2 separate regions of the Cyprinus carpio genome follow, and region 2 is linked to region 1. A link is a contact called in public Hi-C data. All regions are on one chromosome and are shown on one strand. Each heading gives the region's core, a stretch centred on a gene start, on an enhancer-like site or on the middle of the called end of the contact. The rest is flanking DNA. Distances are from core to core; before and after follow the strand shown. Region 1 holds the start of LOC109047221 (renin receptor). Region 2 holds the start of LOC109070452 (mid1-interacting protein 1-B-like).

The links. A called contact is a pair of places that touch in the nucleus more often than the background predicts.
Region 2: a contact with region 1 is called in a Hi-C map of liver, with 6 times the contacts expected there. The contact joins the promoter of LOC109070452 here to the promoter of LOC109047221 in region 1. A contact is called at or near these places in 4 of 8 Hi-C or Micro-C datasets (liver, red blood cells and skeletal muscle).

What each region holds. Positions count from the first base shown.
Region 1 is chrA22:5,715,072-5,721,698 of ASM1834038v1, reverse strand. It overlaps LOC109047221 (renin receptor), which reads left to right and starts at 3,433. Exons shown (of 9, transcript XM_019064921.2): 1 at 3,433-3,589; 2 at 4,437-4,567; 3 at 4,654-4,782; 4 at 5,109-5,204; 5 at 5,840-5,977; 6 at 6,337-6,390. The coding sequence starts at 3,538.
Region 2 is chrA22:5,879,850-5,886,476 of ASM1834038v1, reverse strand. It overlaps LOC109070452 (mid1-interacting protein 1-B-like), which reads left to right and starts at 3,304. Exons shown (of 2, transcript XM_019087028.2): 1 at 3,304-3,464; 2 at 3,822-5,087. The coding sequence starts at 4,055. The coding sequence ends at 4,495. It overlaps LOC109070448 (tetraspanin-7-like), which reads left to right. Exons shown (of 7, transcript XM_042712296.1): 7 at 1-54.

The DNA of each region.
Region 1 (6,627 bases), core at 2,184-4,683:
TCTATGATGTTGTCTGATATTTTGGTCGGAATTGTGTTTTTGTCAAATAAAAGCAGTAAAAGTCCGGTTTTTGGATGGCAATTTTGAGTTATTTCTTTAGAAAATCTAAATAAAGTAGGCTACGTTGAAAAAGTTATTTACAATCTCAATGATCTGGATCTCTCAAGCAAGTTAGTCTATATAAAATATTGTTATTAATTAATCCAAATAGTATTGACCAGTAGCAAGTAGCCTAAAAGACCCAAATTCAGTCAAAACAGACACTATTTGAAGACTATAAAATGTAGCCTACAGTTCTGAAGAGATAATAAAAGACAACGATAATTTTATCTACTGATAAGAAAGAAAGAGACATTGAGAGCAGCGCTCAAATACGTGAGAATGTATTGAGTTGATGATGTGTTCAGTTTGACATACATATTTAAACAGCGAATCCCCTAAAATAAACTGGCCAGGGTCTTATAGGATATTAGAATTCTTCAGCTGAAACAAACGCTCCCGATTCATTGAAATCTAAATAAATAAGAGGCGAGTTTGGTGGGCTTTTGTGTTGTTTAATCTGATCTCTTCAAGGCCGCCCCTACCTTCCCCCATGAAGCCTTCATTTATACATGCATGGGGTCTCTCTCCCCCCCGTCCCACCCTCTACAGCTCTCCATTGTGTTCAGTGCCCGAGGCGCTGTGCTTGGCGTTCTCTCGCGGAATAAAGAGACAGAGGAAGGGACAGAGACGAGCGAGTGTTCATCAGCGCCGGGGTTAATGTCCGCTCATCGAGGCAATACTGTCACTCGCAGACCTGATCTGTCCTTCAAACCCTTCAGACCAGCAGAGAACCGTCTGAATTGTTCCAGATCTATCTATCTATCTATCTATCTATCTATCTATCTATCTATCTATCTATCTATGTTCTATTGCTCTATATCATTCTCGTTCTGTAAATAAATAGTTAAAAAATAAAAAGCTTTACATTGCTTTGCTATTCAGAATACATTAAAATAAAATAAAAACTCAATTAAAAATGAAACATACAATAATTACTAGAAAAATAAAAACGAATCTCATTAAAAGGGCGAAATGGTTGAAAACAGAAGTGTTTGAATGAATGAATTATTAATTATAATAATAATAATAAATACATGAAAAGATCTATCTCTCTCTCTCTCTCTCTCTCTCTCTCTCTCTATATATATAATATAGATATATATATAATATATATATATATCTCTATCTATCTCTCTATATATATATATATATATATTTTTTTTTTTTTTTTTTTTTTTTTTTTTGCAAAGACACAATTAATTTAAAAAAAAGGGCTGAAATTGTTAAAAGCAGAAATTTTGCCTTACATAGCTTGGTACAATGTTTTATTATTATAACTTCAAAATAAATAAATAAATAAATAAATAAATAAATACATTTCTGCTTATATAATATTAATAATACTAATAAAAAATAAAAAAAACTAACTAAAAGGCCACTATTGTCAAAAACAGATGTGCCTAGCTTGGTACGATATTTTATTATTGTAACTTTAAAAAAAAAATATTCAAGTAGCCTACATTTAGCTTATTTTTTTTTTTTTTACAAAAAAAGAGGCTACTATAATAATAATAATAATATTTTAATATCACATATTTATCGAGAGATATGTTTAGGTCACATGGAGTAACCCTAAAAAATATTCAACATATATTTATGAATCATAGATATGCCCTGTCAGTGTGTGTCGGCAGTGTCCCGTCGGGTGGGCGATCGCTGGGTCAGTCTAATTGTCGGCTATTGAATTTCCTAATGGAATGTGAAAATCAGAGGAGGCGTGTCGCGGGGTCGCGCTCAGCAGTCAGAGCTGCGGCGCGCTCCAGTCCCGCTTCTCAGGGCGAGAACGCGCCTCAAACAAGACACTGTGCAGGACAAGATCTCCTCCGCGGGTAAGACACGGGAAACGAACTGCTTTTGAAGCGATCGTGTTAAATGGATTATGTTTTGGGTGATTTTCCGAGTTGGTTATTGACTGAAAGAGCAAAGCTGTTTTCTGAACATAGCCAGTTAATTGCAGTAGGCTATAGGCTATCATATAACATGCGAATTATCATTTTGCTAATGCTTTTACAATTATGTGTTTATAAGTATATATTTATGCATGCAGCTTTTATTTTTCATTGATGGAAATAGCATATGCACCATATGCACTCCAAATATTAATGTTAATTTCAATGCTTTTGATGTAGCCTAAATAAAAATAAAAAGTTGTGCATCAACTCTTCACGGCCTACTTTTGAAAAGAAGAATGCCATAATTTTACCATATGCAGCTGTACCCTGTATTTAATTACCAAACACATTCTCAGTGTCTGATTCATCATTAGTAGAATCTGATGATCAGCCTGCAGCCCACCAAGAAGATATCTATATATAAATAACTATCATGCATGCATGCAGCCTCTTCCCTTAGATTACAACCCAGACTTTATTTCAAGTGCATTAGTTTTTGACTTATTGATTTATTTTAAAATATCAAGAGTCATATAAGGCTTCTCGGCCGAACATATGGTGAAGGTCTGCCTTAGGAGACAGTGAAAATCATCTCACAGGGGCTGGGAAATGATCTCTGGCTCGTGGGGCTCGAAACCAGCGCTCAGTGACGGAGCAAGAGCTCCTCCAAGAGGATAACAATGATATTACAAGAAAACCAGCAAGGTTGAAGAGGACGATACGGGTTTGGAAAAGCAAGATCAAGTTCCTCATTTTGTATTCAAATAATAAAAACAAGAAATAGATTATATGATCTACAAATTGCTATAGTTTAACTGAAGTAATGTTTTTATTATGATTATTATTACTAATTATTATTATTCTGGCTTTTTGAGTTGCAGCAGTAGATGGAATCAAATCAAAGTGTATTTATCAATAGCTATAATTATAGGTAGGCTATTATTTAAGTATTTCATTAGAAGACAGACCTTATAGTCAGGTTAGACATAGTGAATTTAACCAGGGACGTTACAATGTAACGCACAATTGTGTTTATCGACAGTACAATCCATTCAAAAAAGGCTACTTCTATCCCTCACAGCCTCGTTTTCATTCCTGTCAGTAAAACATGTAAATCATAAAACTTAGGCTATAAAAAGGTTATCAAATCAAATTTAAAATTAGGAGAAAGGTCACCAACCTACAGATGAACACGCTCATGCGCTGCATGTTTTATTCATACTCGACGCTGGAGGGCGCTCTCGTACAGAAAGTCCGCAATTTATATACAGTATAATTACCCAATGATATAATTGGGGATCAAATATCTTATGGCTCCACGTGAATTTTATTCGGTGGCAAAGGGGCCAAAATGCCTCTTTTTTTGTTGACGTTGAAGGTTGCAGACCCTAGCTAGATTAATTAAATGAGTTTAAAAGTCCCGCAGTGAACGCCGAAGCGCTACAGGAACAGCAGCAACGTCATGACGCACGACGTCACGCGGGCGCGGGTCATGTGACCCGTATTGCGAGGAAGTGGAGTCCATCAGAAAAATCCTCCCGAGATGAATCGAGCAATTATTAACACGGCGTTTGCGCTTTTAGCCCTTTTATCAGGTACATTGACGTTATACTTTATCTTTTAGATCTACGTGGTTTTTACGGTGTGTTTTTAGCGATCTTTTAATGAGATAATGTCGACTGTAGTAAGGTGCCGTAATCCGCAGTCATGCAAATCGATCCAGTATCTCTCGTTTATACAATTAAATTAATTTAATCCAAAATAATTTATGTGCATTTGCTACGATATTGTGTTAATGTTGCTTTATGCTGTTAAATAAAAATGGGTTTGCTACTAAATGTTGATAGTGAATGAGGAAGCCCGAGCAGGTCACGTGACAGTCATGTTCATATAACAAATCCTGCAGTGTTGATTAATATCATGGTTATGATACTATTATTGTGGTTTTTAAACCGATCATTGTGTTAGGAAATGAGGTTTCAATCTTTTAGATGTTTGATTATGATGATTAAGTGTCATTATTCTCGTGCAACCTGAAATTTGAAAGACATTTATGTAGAAATACCCAATTTATACTGTGGAAAAATCAATATTATAATTATGTAATTTTATTTTTGTCACGTCACATTATATTTCTTCTTTTCTGCTCACTATAGGAAGTACTGATGCATTTATTTATTTATATATTTGTATCATTATATAATTATTTTAGTCTTATTTATATTAAGTTAGTTAGTAAAATCATATTTTTATTATTTATGCTTTCCACACAAATCAAAACATCTTAATTTCATTTTTTTTTTCTGTAGACTTTTCCACACACCTCAAAATATCTGTATGGCATTGCATTAGACTTTAAAATGTCAAAAAAAGTGTGATTTATTGTAAAGAAAGATTGTGACAATTTTTATCAGCATTGCTTCCGGTTTTATTTTTCATCAGGTGTTTTGGGTGACAGTTTGACTGTTTTGCGCAGCCCGCAGTACGTCACCTTCCGGGATGGACAGTGGCCCATATCAGGAGAAAAGATCCCTGATCTAGTCGCCCTGACCATGGGCTTCTCCATCCATGAGGTATAACATCTGTTTAATCCTGTAAAGGCACATCTGATCATGTCTTCACGTAAACTCTGTATTAAGCTTCTGGTATTTATTTGTAGGATCTTGACTGGCCAGGTCTGGCTGCCGGTTCGCTGTTCCAACGCCCGCGTGCAAACGCTCTGATCGTCGTGCGTGGCTTGGACAGTCTCGACTTTCCGAAAAACATTTCCTCTTACCCTCTTGAAAATGTGAGTAATGCATTCTCACGCGCATGAGTTATTTTAGGTTCTGTGGTGCATGAATGCAAAAGAAGGGTTTGTCTCGCACTTTCTTGCTTTTATGTCTTTGATTCAACGTGTAGTTGTCAGTTTGACCTTTAAATGAATGAGTGAAGTTAAATACCTCAGACCCTGAAAACAGAAAAGAAAATGTTCAACAGCTCATTTTTATGTTCTAGAAAATGAGGATGTTTTAGGATTGATTAACCATGGAGATTCCCTGCAAGACTTCCCTTATTTTGTATCATGAGACTGATGGCACCTTTTTGTTCATCTCTGTGTCTGTCTGGTTTCAGCCGGTTCCATTCACCCTGGACAGTGTGGCAAACACGGTGCACACTCTGTTTGCTGATAGCACGCCTGTGGTCTTGCAGCTTGCCCCAAGTGAGGAGGTGTGACCTCCTCGAATTTCTTGACTCAAACACTAACCACATGCAAGTGCTCTGCAGATAAAGATGTACATGAGAAACGCTTAAAATCTGATGCAGTAAAATGCAAAGTTACCTTGAGATCTACCGTTCTAAGGAAAAATGTGTGTTTTTTTTGGTCAAATGTTAAATTAAAGGCTTGTAGTTACTATATATATAATTATATATATATATATATATATTTTTTTATATTATTTATTTTATATATATATATATATATATATATAATATTATTTATTTTATATATATATATATATATATATATATATATTTATTTATTTATTATTTATATATATATATATATATATAATTCTTGACTAATATATATATATATATATATATATATTTATTAGTAGTATTATAAGAAACTGATTCGCCTAATTGTGTCTTGACTATTATTCTTTATCTTTTTATTTGTTTTATGCCTCTTCTTAATCCGTCTTATGTGCTGATATGGCACTAATAATAAAAAAGAGCTACTGTCATGTCTAAAGTGTTAATTATGTTAATCAAAAATACTTAAAAAAAATTAAATAATAATGAAATTATATGTTGTTTGTGGTTTGTAAATACTGAAATGTCTTGATTGTGCGTTTCAGAGGCTGTATATGATGGGAATGGCCAACACAGTGTTTGAGGACCTGCCTGTGACCCTGCAACAGATCCGTGGACGTCTGTCCCAGGACGGATCCGTCCTCACGTCCCTTCCTCTCGTCTCTCTTAGTCGTAATAACGAGGTGAAGACATGGTCTCTTAACACTTGTGGTTATAATAGCTAATAACACAAATTAGTGGTTTAGTGAACCACAAAACTGAGGTTGACTTTGTCCATAAATGTCAAATAAGTCATTAAAATATCTGTTATTTATGTGTTAGTTTATACAGTATTCACAAACTTTATACAGACATGCTTTTTTTCGGTCATGGTAGGAAGTGGCTTCTACCTTGCCGAAATAATCTACATGTGAAAGTAGTTGTTACAAATAGAAACCATCGTTCAGTAGATGCTTGTTGGTTTTTGTTTCCCCTCCTAAACTAGACGCTGGTCAAAATCTACTGGTTTTAATGTGTTTATGTGGTGTTCTGTGTGTTTCAGGCTGATCTTCTGTTCCTCTCTGAGGTTCAGGTGCTGTACGACATCTCCGCTCTGGTGAGTTTCTCTGTCTGCTCCGAGCCGATAGATGCACTTTATGACAGTTTGTTCCATAATATAAATCAGCCGTGCAAGATTTTGTGTGTTCATTTTTGTTTTTTTAGTAAAAAATATTTTTTTTAATCTAGCCTCAATGTTTGCATCTGCTTGTTTGTCTCATGCAGTTCATAAATATCTACAATATAATAATCAAATTAGTTTTTTATTCTTAATTTTCTTTTGATGTTGGTTAAA
Region 2 (6,627 bases), core at 2,055-4,554, 160 kb before region 1:
ATTTGGATTTCATTTTTTGCTCCACATCTCAGCTCTGGGTTGAAAATGATTCGACATAATACATGTAGTGAGTCAAAACTTTCAATTTGCATTGTCGTGAAAGCCAAAAGCAAGCAATCAACTTCCACACACATACATCCACATAAATAACACACATACAGAATTCTTAACAAAATCATAAAAAAAGCATTTAAAAATAGTGGCTTTTACTTTGTTGTAAGTACTAACTGAACACTGTTTAATGGGCGATTTAATGGGTAATTACGCATTTTATGAGTTAATATCACCATATCTACCTTGTGACACTGTATTTTCTATTATTTTGTGGCTTTTTACTGTAGGAATGTAATGACACTGAGCGATCACAGTGTGATTTACAGCTCTTCAAGCAGATGAATATATGCATGAGATAAATGAAGGATAAAGATAATTTTGGTATGATTAAAAATATTTCTAAGAATGCATTATTGTTTGAAAAAATATATTTAGTGTTAGACCTAAAAAAAAAACTTTTTCGAAAGGTTACCATTTGTCAAAACACTTTGTAAAATTGTTCTATATATGATTTGATTATGCTAGCAGGAGAACAGCTCTTAAAAACAGTTGGATATTAAAATGCTGGAAGAATTAGATTTACAACTCTATATGAATTGGAATAATCGCAGGTTTTCTGGAGGGCAGAGGAATTCTAGAATCATCAGTTCTTTGCATAATAAAACGCTTTATTGGTTCACAGTTTTTGCAAAAATGAACCAAGCTTTAGACACCTCTGCTGTTTATTTATTGTGTATTTATTTGCATGTGTGGTAGAAATCACTGCAGTCTTTGGCTTTCTTTACTTTTTATTATGAATCCACTGTCAACTGAATTCCGTATTTACGCGTCAATGTGCATTTCTCTTTTTTAAATTTAATTATGCGTTGTTGTTTTGTATGGTTTTCTCATTGATCATTAATTTTCATTTAAGACACATATAGCTGTTATATTAATATATTAAACCATCATTTCTGCAGCTGCCCCTTGTGTTGATGGGTCATTAAGTATTAGAGTCCAGAATTCATAGTCTGAACACACGTGATGAACTACACATCTCCAGATAGACGAGCGGAGTAATAATATACTTTGTATAATAGAAAGAAAACTTTTTAAAATGCATCACCAGCTAGCATGCCAACAAAATGTACGTTGATATTGTAAACAACCGTAGTCTCTATGAATAAAATGGTTCTTCGTCGTTATCAGCTTCTGGTTTGTCTTTATTTGAAGTTTGTCCCTCATAGCACAAGTAGCTAAAGCATGGAGACGTCTATTTGAAAGACGTATTTTTAAGTGTTTGTTCATCTGCAATACGTCTATAGGACGTTTCCTATCAGATGTCAAATAGACGTTTAGAAAATGTCTTTAAGATGTTTATTATTCAGAATGAATGTAAAAGTGACATCTTAGAGACGTCTGTCAGATGTTTGTACACAGAAGATGCTTTCCAGATGAAGCGATCTTTAACAGACATCTTGCAGACCTACATGTGCTATCTGGGGTGTGTTTGGGTTTGAACTGGATGTATTGGGATCATGATTAGGTGCAAACATCCTCTTTTACCCAGACACGTTCTTTGGCTTTGTTTTCCTATTGAAGTGCTCTCTACTGTCCTATGTCCTCATAGATGATTATAAATTAATATTTGCATTGCTTTGACCTTTCTCTGTAAAACAATAGAAAAACAAAGCCAAAACCCAGGCATTTGGGGCATTTTAGAAATCCCGACCAGGACATGTATGGGGGAAAAGAGGACACATGGTCAACTTAATGTGTGAAAATTGCCTCACTTGTTAAATCATGTCTTGAAGGCAGGACGGTGTTCCCTTTCTGACCGCTAGATGGCACCACGATGTTGTTAAAAAACGTAACGGGGACACGGCTGCATCGAAAGGAGGTCTCCGTTCATGGGGAAAGCCCATGCAAATAATCATGCAGACATGGATTTTAATGCAGATATCGTGCCATCTGAAAATGAGAAGATCATAAAGCACATCTATATAATGCCCCCCCAAAATGTATGCCTAATGACCTATCTAATGTCTTAAAAATGATCTGAAACATCAAAACAAGTGGGGTCTACATGAACATGTTCCACTAACTTTAGATAGTGAAGTGTCCGAAAAATTTTGTCCTCATTTTATCATTTAAAACCCAAACAAACCTTATTTTGTGACATGCTTTGCATAAAGTGTTCTTGTGCTGTCTTTCTTTACGATAAAATTCATTTCCTTGATAGGCTGTTATTCAAAGCAATGACTAAAAAAAGTGACATGGGTGAACAAAAACAAATTTTGGTGAGGTTGTAGGCTATCTGTATTTGATTTCTGACATTCACTCTTTCGCCTGGTGTCATAGGCTATATATCTTGCATATTTGCAAGTTTGTATAATTTGCATAATTCCACGGATCTGTGCAGGCTTGGCATACAGTCTCTTTAGAAATAACCTTTGAACGTTTTTTTTAAATGAAAGTATAACTATATGTAAATTATAGACTACCCTGTTAAAAAAGCATATGCTAGTTAGGTATGTTTTGACGCTGGGATACTGTTTTATGCTGGTCCTTTGCTGGTTTTTGCTGGTTTATGGCAAAGGACCAGCATAAACCAGCAAAGGACCAGCATAAACCAGCAAAGGACCAGCATAAACCAGCAAAGGACCAGCATACCAGCGTCAAAACATACCTTTAAAACCGGCAAAGGACCATCTTAAACCGGCAAAGGACCAGCTTAAAACCGGCAAAGGACCAGCATCCCAGCGTCAAAACATACCTAACCAGCATATGCTGGTTTTTTCAGCAGGGTGTGTTATGTATTTTTGTCTCTTTTTGACAAAATAACATTTCAGCTTTCATAAAATACCTTTCTGATAGTGCGAAGAGAAATTTTTCAGTGTTTGACACACCGAATAGTACTTCAGTACTTACTTTCTTCATTTACCTCGAAAAGTGTTTAGATCAGAAAGCACCATTTACTGATACAAAAACAGAGTGTTTTTTAAATATTAAGTTTGGTATACGACATCTAAGAATGGAAAGTGAAAATAAAATCGAATGCAGAAACCGTTCTGGTACTGTAAGGTACTATCATCAGTCCAGTAGTTCCCTCGTGCTCTGTTCTTCTAGTTCACTGTCATGTCTTTGACCGTGAGCTGCAGCCTTGGCACGTTGCCGGATTCCCTTTCTTGCCCTCTGATTGGCTGTCGAGAGGCGCCGTCCTCCTGGCGACTGGCTTCTGATTGGACTAGAGCGGCTGAGCGGTTGTGGGCTGATGCTTCATTTCATGAATATTCATAAGCGCCTTAGAGCTACACGCGGCCTCACCCTCGGTCGGTTGCTAGACGAGTCTGTTATCTTTCAGCGACTTTATCACCGGTTTCCTTGCACTTTACGTTTTCGGATTTAAGGGAAGACGAATATCATCAAAGGTGGGTATTTAGAAGCCTGTGATATGTGTCAGACTCGATAGATTGACGCTTAGTTTGCCGGCCGGCTTTTCCTTTATGAAATCAAGGAGTGGTAGGAAGCATACAATGCGCGTTTACAATACAGTTTTTAATATAATTTAAATTAAATCTGATTTAGTTTTACTATAAATACTTAATAATTTGTATATTTAATTCTAAAGCATGCTTGTACATATTTTTTTTTAAAAAATACTAAGCTTATCCTTTATACTTATTGCCTTCTGTACCTCATTTTATAAATTCCACACTGATATTTATTTTGATTATATAATATTATGTGCATAACCATTAATCTTTCATGGATATGTGTTATTTCAGGTCACATTATCAGTTTACAACCTGGTCACATGTTTGATTGACGTGTGAAAGCCACGCCCTTGCTTTAAATCCACCTGCGCTTTCAGAAACGCACAAGGAATCTGGACACGAATAATAGTTGATAAACCCTCCGTTATATCTATCCGGACCATCCAGCCCAAGAATAACTACGTCTGTAGCTTCTCCTCGTTCTACATCTGAACAAAACCCTCCAGGTCCATAGGACGGTGAAGATGATGCAAATCTGTGATTCCTACAACCAAAAAAACTCTCTCTTCAATTCCATGAACCGGTTTATTGGTGCCGTGAACAACATGGACCAGACGATCATGGTGCCAAGTTTGCTGAGGGATGTCCCATTGAGACAGGAGGGGGAGAAAGAGGTGAACTCCTTCCAGGATGGAGACATGTATGGCTCTTATGTGCTCCTCAAATCAATTAGGACCGATATCGAATGGGGTGTGCTTCAAGCCGATGAGAGGCGCAAGGAAAAGCATGGTGTGACGACGGCGCTGGAGATGTCTCGCATCGAGCCGAACGATGAGGATTTGGAGAAGCTGTTTCATTTTCATCTAAACGGACTGCACACGGTGCTCTCGAAGCTCACCCGGAAAGCGAACACTTTAACAAACAGGTACAAGCAAGAAATTGGTATCGGTGGCTGTGGGAATTGAAAAGAACAAGTTTGCTACATCTATTGCTGGTGGACCGCAAAAAAACGTTCACAAGAGGGTGCAGCAGGGGTTGAAGCCAAATGGGCCCCTGGTGGCTTCTGAGCATCTTTAATTCCCCGGATTGGAAAAAAATGACTTCTACTTGACGGCCGGTTTACAAGCACCCTTAATTCCCCTGCTAATATCCCTTGATATTGTTTGCACAACCTGGATTCTGGCTTGGAAACAGGCTTTTGAAATTTAACGCAATTTATTTAAGCAAACAAGCCAACATAAAAATAAAAAAAGATATGCGAAAGGCATTTCATTGGCTGAAATGGTAGTTTTGGCGGTGTGTTCATCTAGATTATAACAGGCTGGGCTGAGAATTAAAAACACTAATTATGTATAAAACGCACATTTCTACACTAAAACGCCGCTGGTACTTTATGACGTCACAATCGATGAGGGGATCGCATGAAGGTTCTTATGGATGTTGACAGATTCCTGAAAATTACGTCACATTACTGTTGGTCATTGTCTCAAAGAAAAGTTGTCATGTATTTTTTCTATCGCAAAGATGGTTCGGAAAATAAACATTTTGTAAATGCAACCCCACTGACGTGACTCTTTACTCACTGCTAGTGTTCAACTCTTGATTAACAATGAATTGTTTTTTTTCTGGGAGGTCCTTGCAAGATATCACTTTACAGTATACGCCTAGTGTACTTGCCTTATCGTGCTCGGCAAACATTGGCCTGTGTTGGTGTGCACAGCTGCTGCTGAGGTCCGCAGAGGGATCAGGCATATTATGTTAAGACCTGGCAACATCTGAAAGAGCCAGGCACCTGCAGTGCATTTTTCCAATTCGCGCGCTGACCGCTGCACTTAGACGGACGTCTCTAATCTGAGCTGCACACTAATTAACGGCCATCTTGTAATGCTCTGTAGAGACTGAATTTTCAAGCTAGTAAAGATTACTAAAGGTGCTATACCATTAGAAAAAAATTATTGAGATGGAATTGTAATGCTCTGTAGAGACTGAATTTTCAAGCTAGTAAAGATTAACCACTAAAAGATCTTTTACTCGTTAAAAAAAGAATCTAGCTTTATTTGTCTTAAAAGTTTGAGTCAACCAAACTGAATTCATAGTATTTCATGCTAAAGTCTTGTATTCTAATAGAGTCTATAGTTTGAAGTTTTTGTCTGATGATGACGTGCACTAAAATGTAAACAGACATGCGCAACTGCACTCAAAACAAATTTACACTTAAGATTTGATCTGGTTTTGAAGTCAAAAAAATAGATTTTGCTTTAATTGTTAATCGTCACAATGATTAAAGGGATACTCCACCCCAAAATGAACATTTTGTCATTAATCACTTACCCCCATGTCGTTCCAAACACCCAAAATCTTATCACACAAACAGGGTTCTAAATTAACTTTTTTGATCACCGGCACCGGGAGGCTTGTGACTGTCCCATAGACTGCCAAGTAAATAACAGTGTCAAGGTCCATAAAAGGTATGAAAGTCGTCGTCAGAATACTCCATCTGCCATTTCGATGTGAACAAAGCTCTGGGTTATATGAAGCAACAGGATTAATGACAAAATTGTATTCGGGGTGGAAGAAAGCAAAAAAAAAAAACTTTATTCAAAAATTCCTTTGTCCACAGTCTCCTCTGTGTCTCTCATATCACCGTATGCTGCGTATGCTCTTCTGTATTATCCACGCCACAAGGATGCGTCTTACAAACGTATATTTAGTTTTGATTTGAAAGAACAACAGCGGATCCTAGATTGCACGTCTGATGGCAGATGGAGTATTCTGATGACGAATTTCATACTTTTCTGGACCGTGACACTGTTATTTATTTTTGGCAGTCTATGGGACAGTCACAGGCCTCCTGGTTTTCATCCAAAATATCTTAAAATTGTGTTCCGAAGACGAACAAAGCTTTTACGGGTTAGCAAGACATGGGGGTAAATTGATTAATACAATTTTCATTTTGGGGTGGAGTATTCCTTTAATGTAAAAAAAAAAAAAAAAAAAACATTTAAAAATTAAACGATGCACAGAAGACAAATTCATGTTTCGACATCAGCTTAAACTAATCAGGTTTTACTTAAACTGATAATGATCTTTAAGTGTA